Linked DNA regions of Pan troglodytes: region 1 is linked to region 2. The links are chromatin contacts, called in public capture Hi-C maps. All regions are on one chromosome and are shown on one strand. The core of a region is the stretch at or near the end of the contact, and the rest is flanking DNA. Distances in the headings are between cores, read along the strand shown. Region 1 overlaps PLEKHB1 (pleckstrin homology domain containing B1). Region 2 overlaps FAM168A (family with sequence similarity 168 member A).

Region 1 (6,363 bases), core at 3,717-6,216, 250 kb after region 2:
GCTCATCCTGTAAGGCCCACCTCAAAGGCTGCCTGCCACCTACTCAGTGGGGACTTCCTAGACCACTAGGCATCGTCATTCCCTCCCTCAGCCTAGCGGCACCGAGGCTTAGTGCTTTCTTCATTCTGCCTGGTTTCAGAGCTGGTTTATTCCTGTCTGTGTAGTCTTCCATGAGGCCTAGAACTTCCTCCAAGGCAAGAATGAGGCCTGATTGCGTTGCCTCTATGGAACTTAGCACAAGGCTAGGTAAATGGCACATGCTCAATTAGTGCTCGATGATGGGGAGTCTATGCTGACCCTTCTTACACAGTGGGGCTCAGGGAATGTTCACTGAGTGAGCAAAGGAAGGAAGGAGGGAGTAAAAAACTTCCTTTATAGCAATACTACTACATAGTCTAATTTAGTCTAGGTCTGTCTCCCCTCACCCTCAATGTTTCTTGAAGGCAGGATCTGGCCTGAATCTTTTCTCTGTCCCCAGAACTCAGCACAGGGCCTGGCATGGGGTGGGTGGCAGGAGGGGGCTTGAGTGAGAGTACCTGTGATCTTATAGTCAACTCTGAGCTCATCTTACACAGTGGTGCTCAGTGTGGCTATGTATCAGGATTGTTTAGGAACTTACAAGCACTAATAACAAGTATTCATGTTCCACCTCTGGATGTTTTAATCTGGCATGGGGCCTAGGCCTAGGAAACCTGTAGTTTAAACCTGTCTCCTGGCCAGGCCTGGTGGCTGACACCTATAATCCCAGAACTTTGGGAGGCTGAGGCGGGCGGATTGCAAGGTCAGGAGTTCAAGACCTGCCTAGCCAACATGGTGAAACCCCATCTCTACTAAAAGTACAAAAATTAGCAAGACATGGTGTAATCTCAGATACTCAGGAGGCTGAGGCAGGAGAATGGCTTGAACTCAGGAGGCGGACGTGGTTGCAGTGAACCAAGATCACCCCACTGCACTCCAGCCTGGGCAACAGAGTAAGACTCCATCTCAAAAAAAAAAATTGACTCCTGATGACTCTGATGTGCAGAATCACTAAGCCTAGAAGTGCCTGGGCCACCAAATTGTATAGATGTGGCACTGTTAGATCCTCAGTGGCTTGGAGAGGTTACCTAACTTGATCAGGGTCACTCAACTCATCAATGGCAGGTCTGGGACTCCCAGCCCATCGTTCTGAGGTATTTTCCATGCCCAAACTAGGATGCAAGTTTGTTTAAAGTGGGGATGTCAAAAACTAGGATTTAACAGACTGTAAACCTAATAACACAACAGCTCAGCTAAGGGGAGTCATTTGCATGTGACCCCCTGATTGGTCAACACTGGTTGTACCCACAAAGTAGCTGGGCCTCTGGAGAGGGAGAGGCAGGTTCAAACCCTCAGGTTCTGCCCATGGGTCTCTGGGCTGTCCCTATTTGTTGCCAGGTGACTTATAGGAGTTTACTTCTGGGCCTCCCAGACGTGGAGAGTAAAAACAGGTGCCCTAGAGGGATATGGGGTGCTCCACCCTCTCCAGGGCCTCCCAAGGCCACTGGCTCACTGTGTAGCAGCAGGGCAAGGTGGAGGCTGTGGACCTCAACTTCCCCACCAATAAAATTGGACCTGAGAGCTTAGATCCCTCCAACCCCTTTTGGGCCTGGAGCCTGGATCTTGGCACTGCCTACCAGAAATCCCTGTTGGATCACTGATGGGGAGGGAGCACCGTAGAGTTCACTGACCTACAACATTGCTTGTCTGAGCCTCTTGCATTGTCTTGGGACTATATGTTTTCCCTGACTTGAAACTGAACTCAGAGTTGGGCAACCTTAGTTCCAGTCTGGCCCTGTATTTGATTCACTGGAATGAATTCAATAAACATTTATTAGGTACCTGCCATGTTCCAGTCAGATCTGATTAGACCCAGTCTCTGCCCTCAAAGGCGTCTCCAAGTCTGATGGGAGAGACACAGGGAAACAACGTGAAGACAGCATGATCGGTGCTGTGATGCAGGCACATCCAAGGGCTGTGAGTGTCTAGATGGGACCCCAACAGAACCTGAGGTTCAGGGAGAGTGATGCTTGAGTTGAGTCTGAAAGACAGGTTGAATGAGGTGAGAAGCATATCCCTAGCAAAGGAAAATGGCATGGAGATTTGAAATCACAAGGTGTGCTTGGAGACCTTCCCCTTACCACCAAACTTCTTGAAAGAGATGTCATGACATGGGGATTGCATCCTTCACCTCTCAGCCTTTCTTCAACCCTCCATAGCTTGGCTTTTCCTACTCAGCAACTCCTCTGAAAAGTTTTTTCAAGGTCACTCACAACTTCCAAGTTGCTAAAACCAGTAGGCCTATTATCTTGGAATTGGCCAAAAGAATGGGCAGAAGAACACATTTAGAAGATAAAATCACGAGACCTGGTGGCTGATGTGTGGAAAGCAGATGTGTGAAGACAAGGGCAACAACCTGCTTTCTTTCCTTCTTTCTTTTTCTTTCTTTCTTTTTTTTTTTTTTTTTTTGAGACAGGATCTCCCTCTGTTGCCCAGGCTGGAGTGCAGTGGTGCAAACACTGCTCACTGCAGCCTCGATCTCCTGGGCTCAAGTGATCCTTCTGCCTCAGTTTCCCAAATAGCTGGGCCCACGGGCATGCATCACCACACTCAGCTAATTTTTTAATTTTTTGTAGAGACAGGTTCTTGCCATGTTGCCCAGACTGGTCTTGAACTCCTGCATTCAAGCAATCCTCCCGCCTCAGCCTCCCAAAGTGCTGGGATTACAGGCACGAGCCGCTGTGCCTAGCCTTTCTTGATTTGAGTGCATGGTGATGGCATGTACTGAGAGAAGCATTTATGGGGCTGGGTACTTTGGGAGGCCAAGGCGGGCAGATCACCTGAGGTCAGGAGTTCAAGACCAGCCTGGCCAACATGGTGAAACCCTGTCTCTACTAAAAATATAGAAAAATTAGCCAGGCATGGTGGCAGGAACCTGTAATCTCAGTTACCTGGGAGGCTGAGGCAGGAGAATCGCTTGAACCCGGGAGGCGGAGGTTGCAGTGAGCTGATACCATGCCATTGCACTCCAGCCTGGACAACAAGAATGAAACTCTGTCTCAAAAAAAAAAAAAGATTTATGGGAAAAGCAACAGTTTTAGCAGATGGAGAAATGTTGCAATCATCTTGAGATGAGTGGAGTTTGAGACACCTGGACTTCTAAGGGGAGCTGGACTGTTGAGGTGTGAATCCCAGTTAGAGAGAGATACAGGGTGGAAGGGGGCTAAGAGGAAAGATCCAGAAGAGAAGGGGATCCTGACCCCTCTCCAGGTCTGCTCCCCCATGGGTAAAATGAGGGGTTTGGAGTTTCCATTTAATTCAGCACATAGTTCTTGGTTCCTGGTATGCACTTGGCCCTGCTGGTGACACAAACAAATCAGAGTCCTTGTCTACAAGCAGCTCACATTTGGGCTGCAAGAAAGGCCAGGAGAAAGGATAGCAACAAGAGGCACAAGCAAGATCCACAGAATTCAGGGAAAAAAAAAATTCTTCCTGAGACCAGGAGAGCTTCCTGGAGTGGAGTGGGTGACCGTTGAGCTAGGCTTTGAAGGGTTGGCAAAAATCTAATGGGAGAGAGGGGAGGGCAGGGAATGCATTCCAGAGAGAACACTGACCATTCTCTGAGCCTCAGTCCCCAACCCTATGGTCATGTGGAGCTAATACCTGCTTTAAGGATTAGAGGTGGTGTAACACACGTCATCACTTCCTTCAGGACCTGGTACATAGTAGGTGCTCAATAATCGTTACAGCCTAGTGCAGCCTAACAATTTTGGGTCAATGATGGACCACATATACAAAGGTGGTTCCATAAGATTATAATGGAGCTGAAAATTTCCTATCACCTAGTGATGTAGCCATGATAATGTCGTAGGGCAATTCATTACATTTTCTACATTTATATATGATTAGTTAGATAACAAATACTTACCATTGTGTTACAATTGCCTACAGTATTCAGGGCAGTAGCCTGCTGAACAGGTTTGTAGGAGCAATAGGATATACCATATACTCTAGGTGTGTGCCACCTAGGTTTGTTTGTAAGTACACTCTATGATATTCACATAACTAAAATTGCCTAAGGACGCATTTCTCAGACTGTATCCCTGTTGTTTAAAAGACGCATAACTGTATTTTAGTTACTTCTCATCCCTATCCTTCCTTTCCCTTCCTTCCTCCCCAACCCCTGTTTATTTCCTGGGCCTGGGGCTTGGCCATGTTCCCCTCCTTGTGACTAGTAGAGCTGGGTCTTTCAAGTGGCATTATTGTAGAGCTGCTAGCAAATATTAGACTACCTATAAGGAGAAATTGGGAGCCATAGAGAATTTTTTGAGCTAGGTGGGAGGCCAGAGTTGGAGAATGGGTGTCACTGGGAGCTGGATGTAGTGCAGAAGTTTTAGAGGACAAGGACCGTGGACCTTGTGGGGAGGGCAGGGCCTTTCTCCAAGAGCTTGCTAGTGGCTGGAGGCCCATTTCTAAACTTGGGGAGGTGGCTCCATGGATCCCAGAGAGGCCTGTGCCAGGCGTGGGGGTAGGGGACCAAATCCGGGCCAGGGAGTTCCTGGGCACCTGACGTGGTTGGATTCCCCAGGTGCGCGTCTACAGCCCGTACCAAGACTACTACGAGGTGGTGCCCCCCAATGCACACGAGGCCACGTATGTCCGCAGCTACTACGGACCGCCCTACGCAGGTAAGTCTCCAGCGTGCCCCGGGGCTTGCCTCGATCCAGCACCGATTCAGCGCCAGGCCCAGCCCACGGTCCGTAAGTCCGGACCAGGCTTCATCCTTTTAGCGTGCACGGATTTTCCCAGGCAGAACTCTCCGCAAGCCCCTCTCCATCCTGAGACTGGGAGAGCTCTGGAACCAGCGTTCGTCTCGAGCTGACCTCACCCTTCTGGGCTGGCTCCTCAGCCCTGCGGTCGGCAATACCCATTCCTGAGCCGGTAGCGGCCCCTGGTGGCTACTGCGGGAATGCTGCCTCCTCCCCGCTCTGGGGCCTGGCGGTTGGGAATGCCCATCGTTAGGCGCCTGGTGGTTGTGCTTAGCGATCTCAGGGTTTCCTCGCTGCTCCGCCCTAGCCTGCCGTAGCGGACCCGTAGGTTCCGGGACATCCGTAGCCGATCCAAGGCCTGGGAGCCGTAGGGTGGAGCTCTTCCCGCGTCTAGATCTGTTCTTTGACTGGGGAGCAGGAGAGCGGGTTCGGCGCCTTACACTGGGTTGGGCTGGAGTGATGCAGGAAGGGTACGAAGATCACTCTACTCCCTCCTAAGTCGCTGATCCTCATGGGCTGTCTCCCTCTGCAGGTCCTGGCGTGACGCACGTGATAGTGCGGGAGGATCCCTGCTACAGCGCCGGCGCCCCTCTGGCCATGGGCATGCTTGCGGGAGCCGCCACTGGGGCGGCGCTGGGCTCGCTCATGTGGTCGCCCTGCTGGTTCTGAGCCCTGGGACTCGGAGCACTGACCCCTGCGCTTGGATTGCTAGACTCCTCTTCCTCCTGGACCCCATCCTCTACCATCCAAGCCCTGTCCCACTTTGGCCCTATCCTCTCCATTAGCTCCTTCCGGGTTTGGACCATTCCCCCCACTCCCTACCCTTAATCCCCACATGGGAAGAAGCTATCATCACAGGTACAAACATCGCTTGAAGTCTTCACATCTACCACTAGACACCCCCAAAATCTGTTATAGACATTTATGGATACATTTCCTCTAAACACAACAGGGCACAGCAAATACGACTTCATTTGGCTTCGAGTTCCCCAGGCGCTGTAGACACAACATGAATCAGGCTCTCTGCTCTCTCCTTAGGGAGCTCAAGTCCTGGTGGGGAGAACAGGAGTAAACAAGGACTTGAAAAAGCTGAAGAGTTATCAGTCCTTTGACAAGGACAGGTGGGGCAGGGAGCAAGACAGGTAGGCTGGAAGAACAGTTATTGGCAAGTATGCAGAGCCGTGAACGTCATGGCATGTCCAAGGAATTAAATGGGAGTTCATTTGGGCTGGGGTGGAGGCTGGGATCAGACCGTGGTGGGCCTTCAAGCTAAGGAGATTCCTAGGTGAAAGGGGAGATGTGAGCCTTCTCTGGAGGGAAGTTTCATGATTGCATCTATAATGAATATATTGCCTGTTTTGTGAATATTGACACGTCCATACCTAAAACACCCCTGAGTTAAGTCCCATCCTTCCCACAAACAGCTTCCTGGCTGGTACCCATGATAACAATTGAGCTGAACCTGGGGACCCCTGGTTGGGGAACAGGTGAGTTCTATTTGAGACTTCTAGCCCTAGAAAGCTGCCTCCGTCCAGAAATGCCTCTCACACCAGGAGCTCGGCCCTCTCTTTGTAGC
Region 2 (6,120 bases), core at 2,798-5,297:
ATTGCACAATCATACTGAGTAGTAATTGTGATGTCTGTGGCTGTGTTTCCCACACTAACCTGGGTGTTCCTTAAGGACAGTGTTCTGATCTGATCTATTGATATTGGGTTCCCAGGACCTGAACAAGGCTGGCACTGAGTAGATATCCAACAGTTTGCCAACTTGATCTGAGGAGTAAGAGGCCTCAACCATACCCTTACGTTAGGGACAGAATAAAATCCAAATGCTCATTCTACCCCTTGTACTTTCTTACCTCAGATGGTATCCTAGCTGGTTCTTTAAAAGTTGGGTCTCTAGGCTAGGCATAATGGCTTATATCTGTTACCCCAGTATTTGGGAGTCTGAGGTGGGTGGATCCCTTGAGCCCAAGAGTTCAAGACCAGCTTGTGCAACATGGTGAAACCCTGCCTCCACAAAAAAACATAAAAATTAGCTGGGTGTAGTGGCGCATGCCTGTGGTCCCAGCTACTTGGGAGGCTGAGGTGGGAAGATCACTTGAGCCCAAGCAGATCAAGACTGCAGTAGGCCAAGATCGTGCCACTGCACTCCAGCCTGGGTGACAAAGCAAGACCCTGTCTCAAAAAAAAAAAAAAAAAAAAAAACTAACAGTCCTTGGGGACTTCTGCTTTTGTCATCCCTCATAATTATTATAATTATTGCACAGGTCCTTAAGCTCCTGCCTAATAAAGAACATTGCCCCTGTGTCTTCTTTTTTGGCGCCCCTGCTGTTACTGGAGTGCTAGCATCATCTCTCTCCCCTAAAGTACACTGACAGCCTCCTCACTGACCTACTTGCTTCCAGATCACCCCTTCTAATCCTGTCTCCACTCTGCAGCCAGAGAATGTTTAAACCTAACCACATCCCTGCCCTGCTTGACCCCCATTGTGTGCAACAGAGGTACCACAAGGTATTCAGGACTTTCCACCATCTTATCCTTGCTAGTGATCCAGCCACTTTCCAACTCCAAGCCCCTATTTCCGAAGGGCCTTGGCTCCATTCCTCCATTCTGTGAACATGCCATGTTCATGTTCTTTCTGCACCACCCTTCCCTCTTTCACTTCTCTAGTTAGCCTGTGTTCACCCTTTAAGGCCTAGCTCGATATGTCCTTCTTGGTGAAATCTTCCTCATCCCCATAGACAGATTTAGAGGCTCCTTCCTCTGGGTTCCCAAGCCCCCTGGCACAGGATCTCTTGTGCTGTGCTGCAGCCAATTCTATGACTGTGTTCTCTGCTCCGTTTTGAGTTCCTAGAGGAAAGGGATGGACACTGATGCAGATGCTGCCCTCACCTGCTGACATTGCCATGGTGGTGCCTGCCACCATGCCCATGGCCACACCGTTGGTCCTCGGGGCGGCAACAGGTGCTGGGTAGATAGCAGAGGGAATGCTGTTGGGCTGGACGACCGTGGTGTGGTGGATGACATGAGGCTGGGCAGCATACACCGGCTGTGTGTAGTAGGCTCCCTGGGGGAAAGAGGCTGAGGTCACATAGGCATTTGGAGAGGTAGGTGGGATATGGAGAGAGCAGCACTGGCTGAAGGACACAAGGTCCGGACCCCAGCTGGGGCTCTGCTTGTCTTACTATGTGACTGTGGTCAGTGCAGTGCTGGGCTCAGCTTCTGGTCTGAAAAATAAGGCTCTAATCCTGTCCTGCCTTGCTCATAAGGCTGCTATGATGATCTAATGGGATAAGAGCTCTACTCCCTTAACCTTGGTTTTAGCATTTTAAAATGTTTTATCTTACTGCAATGAACTTTTATAAGCTGCCTAAAATTTAAAGTTAGGAATAACAATCAATCAGTTACCAAGCACGTGAACAGGGCTGGTAAACTCCAGAACACATACACAGAAGGATAATTAGTAGTAGTATCATAATGGTATAAGTGCATGTTGTAAAAAAAAAAAGTACGTGTTGAAAAAAAATGGCGGCTGGGCACAGTGGCTCACGTCTGTAGTTCCAGCACTTTGGAGGCCAAGGAAGGCAGATCACTTGAGGTCAGGAGTTCGAGACCAGCCCGACCAGCATGGTGAAACCCCATCTCTACTAAAAATACAAAACAATGAGCCAGGCATGGTGGCGCATGCCTGTGGTCCCAGCTACCTGGGAGGCTGAGGCAGGAGAATGGCTTCAACCCGGGAGGCGGAGGTTGCAGTGAGCTGAGATCACGCCACTGCACTCCAGCCTGGGTGACAGAGCAAGACTCCGTCTCAAGAAAAAAGAAAAAAAAAAGGCATACAGGGATAGCATTTTCCAGGATGTCTTTTAACTAGCTATTTCCCTTTAGGTAAAAAGGTAAGGATGAAGAAGACAGTGGTCCAAGGTGACTCCCAATGCCTGAATCACATGGCTGCTTCCTGCTGCCACAATCCACTGGCCCACTGACTTGTAGGGGAATTAAACAGGAGCCCCTGAGATCATCTTAATTCAGAAATCTTCAAATGTTTCTACTAAATGAGATTAAAAAAAATAAAACAAGAGGCTTGAGATCAATTTAAGTTTTGTCTTCTACTCTAAAATATAGCTGTTTTTTAAACTAAAAAAGTATTCTCCTCACCACTTATATTTCCTATAGAGTCACTCCAGAAGAATGTGTCATGGGTGTGCTAGAGCCCCATATGGTCCCCTGTCTCATACCAATCCTGGAATGCATACATCTTCTAGCTGAAGGAGCCCAGAAAGGCCCGTCAGGCACAGAAAGAGAGAGTAACTTGCCCAAGGTCACAGAGGATACTGGTGGCAGGGCCTGTGTACTTTCCTCCTCCCCACTCAGCTCACAGACTGAGGAAGGGTAGATGTGGGGGTTAGGGAGAAAAGACTAAGACGTTGGGGTCTCATCTTGACCAACCAATAGCTCGTGGTGTAACCTTGGACAAGTCATTCCCCTCTTTGGGTCTCAGTTTCCCCACTTGTTTAACAAAGGAGTTGAGCTAGAAAATCTCTGAGGGCCTTTGTCCTCTAACATTCTGGGCTCTGTTAATCTAAATGACTTCATGCCTACCCCCTCTAGGGGCTGAGGTGGAGTGAGGGAGTAAGCAGACTGCGGGGATATTGCTTCAGTGATACAACAAGGATGGCTAGCCAGAGCCACAAACCGTCCTCTCCTTCCCTCACTTCCTCACCCTACCCCACCACACTGCACCCAGGCTGAAGGCTCCTCTACCTGCAGAAGAGGTGGCTTTGACATGTACCTACCTGGGCATACAGATTCTGCTGGGGGTAGGCACTTCTGATTGGATACATGGCCGTCTGATAGGGGTTGGGTGATGGGGAGTAGGGGGGTGGAGCAGTATTACTCTGGGTCGGTGGGACCTTGTATGGTGTCCCCGCAGTATATCCTGTACCAAGGCAATAAGAGAGACTTCCAGTTAGTTGGCAGAAAAGCATTGCTAGAAGGCAGCAGGTCCCAGTCACGACTCCCCAGACAAAGATGGGCTGAATCCAGGCTGGAAACAGAGATGAGAACAAACAGAGAACTGGGCTCCACCCAGAAAGCCCTGGCCCCAGAGGCAGCTCCCTCAGTCCTGGTGCACAGGGCTGCATGGATGATTCTGGGCATCTTTTCTTTCTCTGGGTCTCAGGGCTCTCATCTATAAAATAAGAGGCTAGAACCACGTGGTCCCTTTTAGCTCTGACAGCCTGGGATTTGGAGCTGTCTGTGTGAAATGGGCAGGTGCACAGAGATGGAAACCCTCAACTCACTTGCTCTTTATTGCTACTCTACTTGCTTTTCTGTCTTCTCACACAGAATCCAGGGTATCTTTTTGCTGCTGTTTCTGTCTTTCTCTCTTTTGCTCTATTTCTTTTTCTCCTTATCTCTCTCTCTCTCACTCTCTTCTTGGACTTCCCTCCATCATGTTCCCTCCCCTCCCCACCAAGTTTGAAGGTGAAACCCCCATACAAAACACCATTCGGAGACCCTCATCTTCTGGGATGCTGACCATACAAAACACCATTCAGAGATCGTCATCTTCTAGGATGCTGAAAAACTTTGCTCTGCAGAGTTGGCTCCTCCTTCTCTCCTGGGCTCTAGGGGAAGGCCACCTCTGCCTGAAAATACCTGAAGTCAGGGATCACAAAGATTCACATCAACCTGGAACCTGGGCCATGTCTGTCCCTCAGCAGGATGGACAAAAGCTGGAGCTAAGAATGGGGCTGAGAAGTCAGGCCCCAAGAAGCTCACAATTGCCCATGTAAATAAACTGTGCTGCCTTTTAATCCTCCGGAAAAGAGTGACAGATCCTTTGTTCACAGAAAAAAACTTGAAACATGAGTCATTCAGGAACAACACTGTCTCCTTTTAGAATCACAAAATGGAATCGTTCTACGGAACCCAAGTGATCATCAAGGGACTCCAATCCTTGGACTTTACACAAGGGGATCCTGGGCTCAGAAAAGGCAAGTCTTTTTAATAACTTCTCCTAAAGACTCTAAACTCTTCTAAGTTGAAGGGACAGTGCCTGAGGACCTAGGCTTTGAAGCCCTGCTGGGGAGGTGCTGAGGTGGCTTCTTTCCTGTGGTTCCATCTTGGGTAGGTCTAGCAGACCTCACTGAACCTCTCTGGGCTTCAGCTCTTTCATCTATGAGATGCTCACCAAGGACCCTTTCAGCTCCGAGGTGCTGTTTCTATCATATAATAAGGGACTAGGGGCAGAGTGGAGGGAGTGCTTTATTGGAAGAGAAGACATCTAGTCTTCAGTCCTGGCTTTCCCCCTAATTTTTCATGACAATTGTCAAGTCTTTGGGCCTTAGTTTCTTATTTTGTAAAATCAGGTGGCTAAGAATGAAGATCTCTTCCTAAACAAAAATTCCATGGTTCTAAAGATCCTGGGTCTCTTCTACCTTAACCCCAAGTAAAAGCAAACTACCACATGGTCACAAATCTCTCTCAGTCCACATCACACCTCTTTGGCTTGGCACCCCCCTGCCCCTGATGACTCAGGAGGATAGGAGAGCTGCTGCACAGCTGCCACAAAAGTCAGCCTGTTCCCTGGATTCACGTCATTTGTTTTTTCACCTGCAGATCCATAGTTTTTTCCACAGTTTTGTGATCAAATATGCTTGGGAAATAAGTAGCAATGAGGATAGAATGGAAAGTACATATGAAAGAGAGGGAAGCATGTTAAAGAGAAGTAGAAACTGGAAGTGCGACTATGAACTGAGTGAGAAGTCTAGAGCAGATTTCTCAAAGTTTCTAAATTATGGAGCTAATGATGAAATGTGGTCATAGGAGGAAAAGCAGATACTGTGGGGGAAGACAGGGAGTCTAGCTTTGCAGATGTCTAGAAGGAACCATCTGATGTGTACAGAGACACAATTTACTTATCTATAAAATAAAGGGGTTTTATATATAAACCAGAGATAGACATTTCCCAAATGTGGACAACGTACTATAGATCCCAAGGGATCTTAATAGTTGTTTTTGCCAAAGAAAAGGAAACAAAAGAGTTCTATAGTCCCATATGTAAAATAGAGATAAACAGTTAAGATTTTGTTTTTATTCCACGACCCTGAGAAGTTTTTAAAACAATAGGGTGGGCTGGATGTGATGGCTCTCACCTATAATCCCAGCACTTTGGGAGGCCAAGGCAGGAGAAGCACTTGAGACCAGGAGTTTAACACCAGCCTGGGTAACATAGACAGACTACATCTCTAAAAAAAGAAAAAAACTTAGCCAGGCATGGTGGCTGGTGTAGTCCCCAGCTACTTGGGAGGCTGAGGCATGAGGATGGCTTGAGCCCAGGAGTCTAAGGCTGTTGTGAGCCATGATCACAACACTGTACTTCAGCCTGGGTGACAGAGCAGGACCCTGTCTCTTAAAGAAGGTGGGGAGGTGAACTGTGAATCTCTAAGATGGGAGTATGTACAAGACTGCATTTTCCAAATTAATTTTACCACAGAATCTTTTATTCATACTATAAACATTTAAAACAATTAAATTTCAGCCATGTTTTTTGTAATTGAAGCTAGCTTTGGCAAACAAAGTTATATTGTAACACATCCACATCCATTCATTTACATATTGACTAAGGCTACTTTCCTGCTACAATGGTAGTCACTGACAGAGAGCATATGGCCTTTTTAAAAGCCTAAATATTTGGCCCTTTACAGGAATGTTTGCT

The links. Capture Hi-C pulls out chosen DNA fragments and counts their contacts.
Region 1: a capture Hi-C map of stem cell-derived neural stem cells shows a contact between it and region 2, with 3 times the contacts expected there. The contact joins two enhancer-like sites. A contact is called at or near these places in 4 of 7 Hi-C or Micro-C datasets (blood, induced pluripotent stem cells and stem cell-derived neural progenitor cells) and 1 of 1 other capture datasets (stem cell-derived neural stem cells).

Annotation. Positions count from the first base shown.
Region 1 is chr9:75,690,670-75,697,032 of NHGRI_mPanTro3-v2.0_pri, forward strand. It overlaps PLEKHB1 (pleckstrin homology domain containing B1), which reads left to right. Exons shown (of 7, transcript XM_001174818.6): 6 at 4,607-4,706; 7 at 5,320-6,363. The coding sequence ends at 5,456. Among named protein-coding and RNA genes, the nearest start is that of PLEKHB1, 12 kb to the left of the region's middle. Within about 2 kb of position 4,967, at least 10 of the 24 cell types and tissues checked have an H3K27ac peak or open chromatin away from gene starts, as enhancers often do. A contact at or near this core is called in stem cell-derived neural stem cells, where this site is marked.
Region 2 is chr9:75,442,689-75,448,808 of NHGRI_mPanTro3-v2.0_pri, forward strand. FAM168A (family with sequence similarity 168 member A) reads right to left here. Exons shown (of 9, transcript XM_054661515.2): 6 at 3,194-3,336; 7 at 1,290-1,464. Among named protein-coding and RNA genes, the nearest start is that of RELT, 35 kb to the left of the region's middle. Within about 2 kb of position 4,048, at least 4 of the 24 cell types and tissues checked have an H3K27ac peak or open chromatin away from gene starts, as enhancers often do. A contact at or near this core is called in stem cell-derived neural stem cells, where this site is marked.